Regions from separate parts of the Mus musculus genome. Here region 2 is linked to region 1. Evidence: chromatin contacts called from public promoter capture Hi-C data. All regions are on one chromosome and are shown on one strand. The core of a region is the stretch at or near the end of the contact, and the rest is flanking DNA. Distances in the headings are between cores, read along the strand shown.

Region 1 (5,509 bases), core at 2,096-4,595:
GCGGCGGCCGTACGCGCTGCAGGCTGTCTCCCTGCATTGTGTAGCTTGCAGGCAGGTGAGCCCTGGGACCCGGACCGAAAGCGCGCGCGAGCAGGGGTCTTTCCCTCGGGTCTGTCGAGTCTAGGCTCCAGGAACGCGAGAAGTCGCCGAGTCCTTGATCTCAGTCTCCCATTCGGGTCCGGCCGGCTGTGTGACCTTGCGCGCCTTCTGTCCCTCTCTGGTCGCGCCGTTTGAGAGTATAAGGAGTGAACTGGGCAGTGTGCTTTCGGCCAGGGAGACCGTTCAGGCCCACTCTGTGAGGAGGAGCGAATGTAGCAAGCATAGTCTGTGGTTCATAGGGTGATGTCAATCCCTGTCTCGAGTCAGAGTGCCGCCAGCAAAAAGTCTAACAGACTCTTACTGAGTCTGTTAGATTAACTAGCTGTCATTTTAGCGTCTGGGCCGATCCGTTTGCCAGAATATACTTTTGCTGTCACCGTCTTCCTGCCGCCCTTTTCAGTTGTGTGCCGATCTCTAGCATGGCGTTGGCTTGTAGGAATAGCTTCGCGCTGGACATTGTGCTCAAGGTCCTGGTCCAGAAAGTTCATTTTGTTGCAATATTTAACCTGAAATCACTTGATAGGGTATGTGACTTGAGCCTTCGTTTGTTTTGCCGGCGTTGAAACCATCTCATTAAGGCCTCTGTCCATAGTAAGTTGTAACATTCACTAGCGCTCGCAGGTGATCTATCTAAAGTGTACACTTCAAAGGTTTTGTTTTAGTGTTTTTGTAGACGGTGCATTTATCATCACAGTCAGTTTGAGAACATTTTCATCACTCCAAAAGAAAAAACAACTGTACCTTTTAACTGTTGCCCCCACCCCTCGCCATCTCTCACTAGCCGTCAACACTGGGAGACTACTGATCTATTTCCCATCTGTCCATAGCTTGTCTGTTCTGGGCATCTGGTTTCTACGATTGGCATCTGCCAATAATGCTGTGTTGTCAGGATTTGTCCCTGCTGTGACATACCAGTCCCATGTTGCTTGTGAGCCAATAATACTCTTGTGTCCATTACACCACATTTTGTTTATCCACTCATTGGCGGATGAACGTTTGAGCCGTTTCCATCTTTTGGCTGTTAGGACTGATGTTAAAACATTTGGATGCTGTGCTTCTGTCTGTGCACATGTCCGTCCTCTTGTGGGTATTTCCTGGGTGGAATTGCTGGTTGAAGTGACACCTCAGTGTTTAACTAAGGAACTAACTACCAAGTAGCTGTACCATTTTACAGCTCCACCGGCACTGTGTAGGGGCTTCAGTTTCTCTTTGCCAGCACTTGTTATTGTCTGTCCTGTTCAGAGAACCAAGCTGTGACGATATACTAATTTTGTGGCTTTGATTTCTAATGGGCTCGTTTCCATGCGCTTAATAGCCATGTGTGTATGTTCTTGAAGCAATATCTGTTCAAATCTTTTGTCTGTGTGCGCCTGTAACTTGATTGTGTGGTTCTTGACCATGAATTTCCTAGATTAGAGGGAAACACTTGATCTAACCGTGTGCATGCTAGGCACATGCTCTACAACTGAGCTGCACGCTCGAGTGTTAGAAGGCTTGGATCCTGTCGGTAGAGCCATGGGTTATGGATGCTTAGGAGCCGGAGCCATGCTGGAGGTAGTGAGTCTGTGGAGGTGGGCTAGGGAGCTTCATCACCTGCCTTCCACGCCTGATCACCTGCTTCCGGGGTGTGGATGTGGTTTTCTGCCGCCATGTCTTCACTGCTTGCTGCCATGACTTCTCTTCCATGGTGGTCTGAATCTCTCTGGGACTGTGAGCCCCAATAAACCCTTTCTCCCTTAAGTTCCTTATGCCTGGATATGTTATCACAGAAACAAGAAGTAAATTTTTGTTTTTTGAGACATATCTCAACAGCTTGCCCAGGCTGCTGTTGCAATCACTCTCTAGCCCGGTGCTGGGTTTGAACTTCCCATCCTCCTGTTCCAGTCTCTCTCATAGCAGGGTCTGTGAGCCTGTACTAACAGGTTACTTCCTGTTCATTGTCACTTGGGTTGACTTTTTATTCTTGATTTGGAAGACTTCGTTGCATTTTCTAGAAATAAGTCTCTTGTCAGATATATAATCTGCAAGAAAAAAAAGTATTTTTGGAGACAGGCTCTCATTGTGTAGTCTTGGCTATCTTGAAACTCACTATGTAGAGCGGGTTGGCTTCGAATTCACAGAGGTCAGCCTGTCTCTGCTTCCAGGCTAGGATAAAAGGCATGTGCACTGTGCATAAACTTTTTTTTTTTAAAGAGTTTTGCATGTTAACTTTTAAGACCCCCTCCCCTGCCAAGGTTCTCACTATGAATGTAGTCTAGCCTCAAACGCACAGTGATTCTTCTGCCTCAGCTTCTCAAATGCTGGGATATACTAGTATACCTGACATTAATAGTGTTCCTTGAAACACAGGTTTTTGTTTTTGAGCATCCAGGGCCTAGTGCACATCAGGCAAGAGCTGTGCCGCCAAGCTGTTTCTAGCATTGAACACATTGGTTTGAAATTTTGATGGTCTCATTCATCTGTTTTCCCCCTCTCCCTTTTGGTAGCATGTGCTTTTGGTGTTGTATCTAAGAAACCACTGCCAAGTCCAAGGTTGTGATTGTTTACGAGTTTTATAGACCTTTGGCCTCTGTCTGGTTTAGTTTTTGATGATCAGAGGCAGACCTGCACTTCCTCCATCTGGATTTTACTGCCCCGCTGTCTCCATACATGAGTTTTCTCAGCTCTGCTGTCAGAGTCGGTGCTAGAACGCCACGCTGAGTGAGGGCTGGTGGGTGCCAGAGGGAGCAGGAGTGGGGATCTGGGGGGCTTCCCCGGAGCTGTTGTTGAAAGAGGCTCCGCCCTTCCCAACACCACGCATGCGCACGCTCTACTCACCTATGCTAGGGAACCTCCAGAGAGCAGCGTGATGATTCCCCCGAAGTCTGCCTTGGTGAATCCATGAGTTTTGTTGGGTTGTTTGCAGGAGTATGGGTAGCATGGAAGGACCAGCAAGGACGGCAGGGGGTGCAGGTGACATCAAGGGACTTTCACGAGGCTTGGAAACTGCATGGGTTTGAGGGTGAAAGGTGGAGATGAGGCGCCATGTCGGCGTGGAGCCTAGAGATGGCTTACATATTGTCTTAATCTTTCTGTTTTGTAGGTTCCAATATCTTACTGGTTAAAATGCTCCGTCTCATGTAGAAAATATCTTTAAACAAATACTCTTTTCCTCCCAATTTTTAGGTCATTTCCTGTCTAGGCAACTCTCTTTAAACGCCTTTCCAGTAGCAGCCACTTCCTTTTTGGCAGTGAAGACAGCTCTTAGCCACGGTAAGGTGCTACTACCTCTCTGTTCTTTAAGGTTTATTTACTGTGCAGTAGTTTTGTTACAAGTTTCCAGGAGAGGGTGGGCGTCTAGGGGAACTGGCAAAGCATTATACACGGATCAGCTTCTTCCCCAGGGGCAACTATAGTTACAGTTTCTTGTATGTGCTGCTGGGGTGTGTAAGATGCACTCACAGACACACCTGCTTTGTTTCTAAACATGAAACAGGATACGCTGCAGACTCTGGCATCTTGCTCTGCTGGTACATTTGCAGATCAGCACACATTGCCTGCTGCACACAGCAGAGGGCTCTGTTCTCTTTCTTACTTACTTACAGGAGGCTGTGTGCTCCTGGATATGGCAGAGATGCCACATCTGTCTTGTGGAGGAGATGCAGCTCTGTAACTAGCAGAGACATTTAGGTTATTTTGTTTTGAAAATGTCTCGAATTTTGTTGTTGTTGTTTTTTTAAAATAGATTTCTTTGTGTCTGTGTCTTGGCTGGAAGTAGGGGTAGGTCTGTACACATGAGTGGAGGTGCCTAAGGGGCCAGACAGAAGCAAGGGTTTCCTGGAGGCAGAGTTAGGTGATTGTGAGATGTCTGAAAGGGGTGCTGGGAACCCAACCTGGGTTCTTTTCCAGAGCAGTACATGCTCTTAACTGCTGAGCCACCTCTCCTGCCCCAAAATACAATTCTTAAAAGGTCAAGATATTGGTGATTTAAAGTCTTTTTAAAATTTACGTGTGTGTGTGTGTGAGCGTGTGAGCGCGTGCGCGTGTGCGCACGTGTGTTTGGATACACATTCTGCCACATGTGTAGAAGCCAGAAGAGAGTTTGTAGGGGCTAGCTCTCCTTCTACCACTTGTGTCCGTGGAATCAAACTCAGGTTGTCAGGCTTGGCAGCAGGTGCGAGCGATCCTTCAACTGTCCAAGAATCTCATCAGCCCTTGGTGACTTATTTTAATTAGTATGATTATGATCAGTATATGAATTAGTGTGACTAGTATGAAATGATGCTAGCATTCTATCTGCCTTAGGCTCATTGTCATCCAGGGAAACAAGGCGCAACCACTGTCTGACCAGCTTGAGCCATGTGCTACAGACACAGTGCTGCGTTTCCTCTCCCGGCAACTGGACGGGCCAGCAGTGCCGGCCCTACAGCTTCTTCACCAAACGTAAGTAGGAGGATAAACTTCCCTTTTCATGGAACCAGAAAATGGAATGTGTTTGTATTTAATTTTTCTTCTCAAATAAAAATTTTAGTGACTAGTTTATAATATCCTATTAAAATAAAAGCATTCCTTGATATAGCCACCCCCTCCCAGAATTATCTATATGCCATCAATTGTACAATTGATAACAGATTTACTTTGAATGGTGGGGAGAATAGCTCAGCAGTAAACATTTGTGTAGGAAATGTAAGGCCCTTCGTTTGGGGCACCTGAGGGCCAAGTGGTATTGGATCATGGCCCAGTACCCTACTGATTTAGAGCCATGCCAGGAAAAAATACATTGGTGCTCTTTTTTGTGGCACCTCCTAAGTGGTTGACTGTGTCAAGGTGAAGCTCACTGAAGTGGGTGATGGACGCTAAGTGTTGTGCTCTCTGTGAGAAGCCGATGGCCACAGAAGTAGCTGCTGATGCTCTGGGTGAAAGGTAGAAGGTTTTGTGGTCTGAACCAGTGTTGGGAACAACAAACAGGATTTTCCCATGAAGCGGGGTCTTGACCCACAGAACAACTCACCTGGTATCCAGTCAAGGGCATTCTTGTTATAGACCAAGAAGAACTGGGGCAATGTAATGCAAGTGTGTTCGGGAATGTAGTGTGGGTGCCAGGCTGAGTGGTTTCATTTTGCTCATTGTTTTAATAAGTAGAGAAGGATATCCCTGGACTGACAGACTCCTGTGCCTTGTGAGTTGGGGCTCAGAAGACCTCACAGGAAATGAAAGCCTTTCAGTCTTTAAAGAAGCCCCCTATATTGGGAAGCATTAAACACAGGTCAGAAGGCTGGGACCAGAGCACCCAGGACTCAGCATCTCATCACTCCATTGTCCTGCAGCACAAACTCCAACCTCTGCTCTGGAGAAACAGCGCAGTGAAAAAAATGAGGAGGAGGCTGCAGAACATGCTAAGCTTTTGACCAAGAGAATGAAGGGAGCCAAA
Region 2 (5,509 bases), core at 1,781-4,280, 1.0 Mb after region 1:
TGTGGGGGGAGGGTTGTGGGGGTGAAGAGAATCTCTAGGACATGCCAAACAACTCATGGAGGTGGAGGACTCTTGTGGAAGAACTGAGGGAAGGATTGAAGACCCTGAAGGGAATACTTTCCTTCACAGGAAGAATAACAGAGTCAACTAACCTGGACCCTTGGGGGCTCCCAGAGACTGAGCTACCAACCACCACAGAGCATACATGGGCTGGACCAAGACTCCCTGGCACATATGTAAGCAGTTCAGTCTCCATGTGGGTCTTCCCTCAACTAGAGCAGGAGCTGTCCCTAAAGCTGTTGCCTGTCTGTGGAATCCGTCTCCTATGGGTCTGTCTTGTCTGGCATCAGTGGGAGAAAATGCACCTGACCAAGCCTGCTCAGTCAGTCAACAGGTTCTCCTGCGCCAGAATAGAGGATTGAAAAGAAAGAGACAATTAGATAAAACTACAGCATGGCCTCAGTCAATTCTGAGACTGAAAGCAGGCTTATTTTTTTCCCAATCCGCTTTTATACCACTTTCATTACACGTAAACAATAAGGGCAAAGAGTACAATAAACACAGATAGTCAAGGAACAAGCAAGGCAATAAGCAAAGTCCTGTGATCACTCCCAGGATCACTGTTTCTAAGGGTCTGTCAGGATGACCCAAAATCTCAGAGCCTACTTCCTCGTCCAAGCACAAAAATCAGATTCTTGCCTGAAGCCTACTTCTTTTGTTCCACCCTAAAATTAAGATTCCTGCCTGAACTTACTTCCCTGTTCTGGCCTAAAATTTGATTCCTGCCTGAGTTTTTACTTCCTTGTCATGGCCTAATGTCAGATTCCTGCCTGAAGCCCATTTCCTTGTCCTTGGCCAAAGTCAGATTTCTGCCAAACGACCCCCAAAGCTCCCCACATGCACCTAACCCTATTGAGATTTAATGTGTCAGGGTAGGGGGATGGGAGGCATCCTCTCAGAGCAGAAGGAGAGGGGGACTGGGGGAGGGACTCTTGTGAGGGAGAGACTGGAATGGGGGGGATAGCGATTGGGATATAGAATGAATAAATTAATTAATTAATAAAATAAATAAATAAACAAACAAACAGAAAGAACCCTGGACTATTCCGGGTGCCTCTGGCTGTACTCTCTCTCCAATCTACAATTAAGACATCCTGTTCAATCATACCTTGGAGCAGTCATGTCCTCACTTTTATAGACAGATGAAATTAATGGTTGTCAGGGATGTTGGGGAAACAGAATCCTTTGAGAACCACGATGGAGCCTTGACATAGAATTGTGTACATCTTAATAAAGATCACAGCACACACACAAGACATACAGCCGCACAGAAGGAATACAGACACATGAGCATGAACTTGTCCATATGAAAAACCCAAGTAAAGCTGGTGACTTACCAATCTCCTCCTCCCTGGGGTACTGAACTGGTTATGTAGGTTGTTCTCACAAGAAGATCATTTGGAGAAAGTAATGTATGATCAGTCTCTAGGTGTAAGTTCTGAACCTGCATACCAATCTTAGTATCAACATAGAAGATTTGAAAGATGATTTGATTGTATTCTGATAGGAATCAAACCCAAACAGCAAAGTAAACTGTGTGCACAGCTTTGTACTATGGATGAAGGGGTCAATGCTTGTGTGCTCTGAATCTACCCTTTCAGGAACACAGTTTCATTTGTATTCTTAGACAGTGTGATTTAGGTACAAGGTGAAGCCCAAAAAGAATTTATCAGGGAGACAAGAGAAGATCACTTGATTGTCCAGAGGGGACAGGCATGCATCTTTTTTACCCTGGATGCCCATGGCCTGTTCCTCGGGTGCATTTCTTTAACAGACTAGAGAGCAGGTTCTGACGGAATGGTGTGATGTCAACAGGACCTTCAGAATGTTTGAGCCCATTTAGCTACTATCACCGCCCTCCTCACAGTTGTGAGACAGAGCTCTGGGTACACTCTGAATGTGCCTGGAAGGACTAGAGCTTGAGAGACCAGAGCAGGTGCTCACACGGGCGTCACCCAATGCTGTGCTAGGCTGAGTATCAGGCGCTGCGCTGTGTTTCTTCAGAGAGAGAGTCTTGGCGTATGTCAGGGATCCACTGGAGTCTCAGGATGGACAACTGGTGATACAGTGGGAACAGAATCAGGTTTTAGATTAGGGGAAACAAAACAAAAGGTAATGTGAGATAAAGGGGAAAGAGTGAAAACAGGGAGGGGGACAGTCAAGAGGAATCTTGTCCACCAATGACTGCCCTTGAGAAGGAGCCACAAGGAGGACAGTGTGGGCTACTTGGGCTGTATTTTTAACAAGATTTAATTGCCTGTGAATTTATAATGGCTCATAGACATATAAAGAGGTAATATCAAAGAAAACAGGTGTGTAAAATCATCCATACTGACCCAACTGGAAACATGACTGGCAATAGCCATTCTTCCCATTGGCAAACCCACGGTGGCCTAGCCACAGTCAGGGGACACACTCTACACAAGTCCACCTTCTCATGTGTAAAGCAGGTGGATTACAGTTCTTCACAGATTACAAGGACTACATGAGGTATTCTTTATGCACAGATTAAATTCTAGTTTCATAACGAATCAAAAACAGCGGCTGGAGAGATGGCTCGGTGGTTAAGAGCACTCAGAGGTCCTGAGTTCAATTCCCAGCAACCACATGGTGATTCACAACCATCTATAAAGGAATCTGATGCCCTCTTCTGGCACACAGGTGTATATGCAGATAAAGCACTCATCCATAAAATAAATAGATTTTTTTTAATTACAAAAAATAATCAGGAATGATGGCATGGAGCTCCATGGTGAAGTGCTTCCCTGCATGTGTGAAGTCCTACATTCAAGTCCCATTACCTCAAAAGAAGAAAAAAAAAAACTTTCAGCCACCATTAACTATTTAACCACTGCAACTTTTTATTTTTCTTTTGTTTTAGTAAAAGAAGACTACACAGAGATAGCCTGGAGTTGGAATCAAGCGGGGCTGTCTCCTTGGTTGGGAAACCAAAGACAACAGGATTCCATCATGTCCACACCAGTTGCCTCAGATACCACACCACGGCTTCAGAAGCCAACGAAAGGTCAAAAGAAAAAAGTGCCTGTGAAAGCAACGATAGGTGTGTGTCACCCTTGGCGCTTTCGCCCCTGGTCCCCAGAAGAATGCAGGGTGGGACAGTACAGCCCCTCCCTCTTCCCCAACCATTCTGAGTCAAGTTCTGCAAGGGCATGGCAAGGGCTGTCCTGCTGAGCCAGGAGGTCACTTCTTGTTCACTTTTTGTAGCTTCAGACAGAAGATCCGAGATGTCACCTGTCTCCTCAAAGGAGTCCTGCAAGCAGAATGATTCAGGGAAACAGGTGCCAGCGGACAGTGTTTGCTTGGCAAAAAAAGGTGCGTAGGAACTCAGCTCGAAGCCACCTTTGTAGATAAGCATATACCTGGTGGGGGAAGCATTCCTCTTGCTGTCTTCAGGTGTTACATGTAAATTCCTCACTAGGCTTGAGAAGGGGAGAGCCCAGCATTGGCCAAGTGGGTGCCTCTCATGGTCACGTGGGGTCTTCTGTTCCTGCAGCTCCACAGGTCACCAGTATTCTGGCTTCCAGTGATGGCTCTGCAGGGGATGTCCCTGAGCAGAGATCCAAGAGGAAAAAGGGCCAAAGAAAAAGAAAACTGGACAATATCAAGATGGGTAGGTGTCTGCCCCTTGACATTCTTTTTTTTTTAATATTTTTATTACATATTTTCCTCAATTACATTTCCAATGCTATCTCAAAAGTCCCCCATACCCTCCCCCCCACTTCCCTACCCACCCATTCCCAGTTTTTTGGCCCTGGCGTTCCCCTGTACTGGGGCATATACAGTTTGTGTGTCCAATGGGCCTCTCTTTCCAGTGATGGCCGACTAGGCCATCTTTTGATACATATGCAGCTAGAGTCAAGAGCTCGGGGGTACTGGTTAGTTCATAATGTTGTTCCATCTATAGGGTTGCAGATCCCTTTAGCTCCTTGGGTACTTTCTCTAGCTCCTCCATTGGGAGCCCTGTGATCCATCCAATAGCTGACTGTGAGCATCCACTTCTGTGTTTGCTAGGCCCCGGCATAGGCCCCTTGACATTCTTGTCCAAGTATAAATGCAACTTGAAATAGCATACCACTGTGCCTAGTTCCTCCCTCTTCCCAAACTCTTCTAAATCAAGTTTTACAAGGCCAGAGCAAGGGGTGTCCTGATGATCTAGGACATCAACTTTATTCTTCACTTTTGTAGCAATTGTAGATAAAAGATCAGCAAATTCATTTATCTCCCTGGGGTGTCTTACAGGCAGAATGATCCACAGAAAGAGGTACCAGAGAACAGCTGGAGCTTGATAAAATATTTCATTGTAACTCAATGTCTACTCTAATGTGTAGATAAGTGAAAGCAATTTCTGCCAGATGTTTCTAGATGTCACATGGAATTCTGAGAAGGGAAGAACCCAACCATGTCCAGGTTGTCTTCTTGTGGTCATGTGAGGTCTCTTCCTGCAGATCCAGAAGTCTGTGTCACTCTTGCCTCCAGTGATGCCTCGGCAGGGGATGTCCCTGTGCAGCGAACCAAAAGGAAGAGGGCTCACAAGACAAGGACACTTGTGGATGTCAAAGCAGGTATATGTCCATTCTTGTCCCTGCATGAAGAGCCAGTCACAGCCAAGTTACTACCGTCACTTAGTCTTCGAGAAGTGACGGATTCCTGAGCAGTGGTCAGGAGGTTGCCAGTGTTCTCAGCCTGGCCACATCCATGGTTATACTGAGAAGCTCTTATTCCCACAGCTATCCAAGAGGGCAGCGTGCTGGCCTCCAGCACAGCCACCCCTGAAGCTGCCCCTGGAGCCACCTCAAAGCTCAAGTTCCCCAGGAGGGGGAAGAAAAGGAGCATATGGGCTGTGAACCGTATAGAGGGGATGAAACTCATACTGAACAAGAAGAGAAGAGCCAGCTACCGCCCTGAGGACCTCGAAGCCTTCTACCGACTTCTGGGTGGGTCCTCTGAACTGAGGATTAGATGCTTGGGGCCAACTCTCAAAACTGAACATTGAGTGTAGGGAGCAAAGGTTCCAACCTCCCCAGAGTGCTCCCTAGAGTGCACATGGGCCCCCAGGTAACACAGATGAAGGGCCCCAGAGTTATGTGGAGGTGTTTTGTTTCTGTGACGAATCCTTGGAGAGAAGAACACAGAAAACATTACTGATCTGGCTTTTGCAATGCGCTAGCACCCAAACATTTACAAAATAAAGTTGCTATCAGCTCTTGTTCGTGCCATAAGAGAGCTTCAGACGGCCACAGCACCTAGAGGTGGGCAAGGACAATGACAGGAGAGCTCTATGAAACCAGAAAGGCACAGAAAGTCTCTCCAAGGTGATATGAGGCCATAGATCTGGGATCAAGTGTGGCAGGTTCGGAACAACTTCCAGGTATACTACCTGGTAGAGCATCTACCAGCCATAGTCAGTTATTTACGCCTTTTTTAATGA

Evidence for each region. Promoter capture Hi-C pulls out the DNA fragments that hold promoters and counts their contacts.
Region 2: a promoter capture Hi-C map of embryonic stem cells shows a contact between it and region 1, with 7 times the contacts expected there. The contact joins the promoter of Spdye4c here to the enhancer-like site in region 1. A contact is called at or near these places in 7 of 39 promoter capture datasets (the 3T3-L1 cell line, the C10 cell line, embryonic stem cells and 3 more), 1 of 484 Hi-C or Micro-C datasets (cortical neurons), 11 of 115 datasets of contacts at active chromatin or transcription factors (the 230-238 cell line, astrocytes, bone marrow-derived macrophages and 6 more) and 1 of 9 other capture datasets (macrophages).

What each region holds. Positions count from the first base shown.
Region 1 is chr2:127,587,431-127,592,939 of GRCm38.p6, forward strand. It overlaps Mrps5 (mitochondrial ribosomal protein S5), which reads left to right. Exons shown (of 12, transcript NM_029963.2): 1 at 1-55; 2 at 3,265-3,351; 3 at 4,384-4,521. Among named protein-coding and RNA genes, the nearest start is that of Mrps5, 2.8 kb to the left of the region's middle. Within about 2 kb of position 3,346, at least 30 of the 459 cell types and tissues checked have an H3K27ac peak or open chromatin away from gene starts, as enhancers often do. A contact at or near this core is called in embryonic stem cells, where this site is marked.
Region 2 is chr2:128,589,311-128,594,819 of GRCm38.p6, forward strand. Spdye4c (speedy/RINGO cell cycle regulator family, member E4C) reads left to right here and starts at 3,031. Exons shown (of 9, transcript NM_001310641.1): 1 at 3,031-3,121; 2 at 3,286-3,393; 3 at 3,575-3,691; 4 at 4,527-4,643; 5 at 4,809-5,015. The coding sequence starts at 3,031. Gm36203 (a long non-coding RNA gene) reads right to left here and starts at 2,603. Exons shown (of 9, transcript XR_866725.3): 1 at 1,791-2,603; 2 at 1,169-1,504.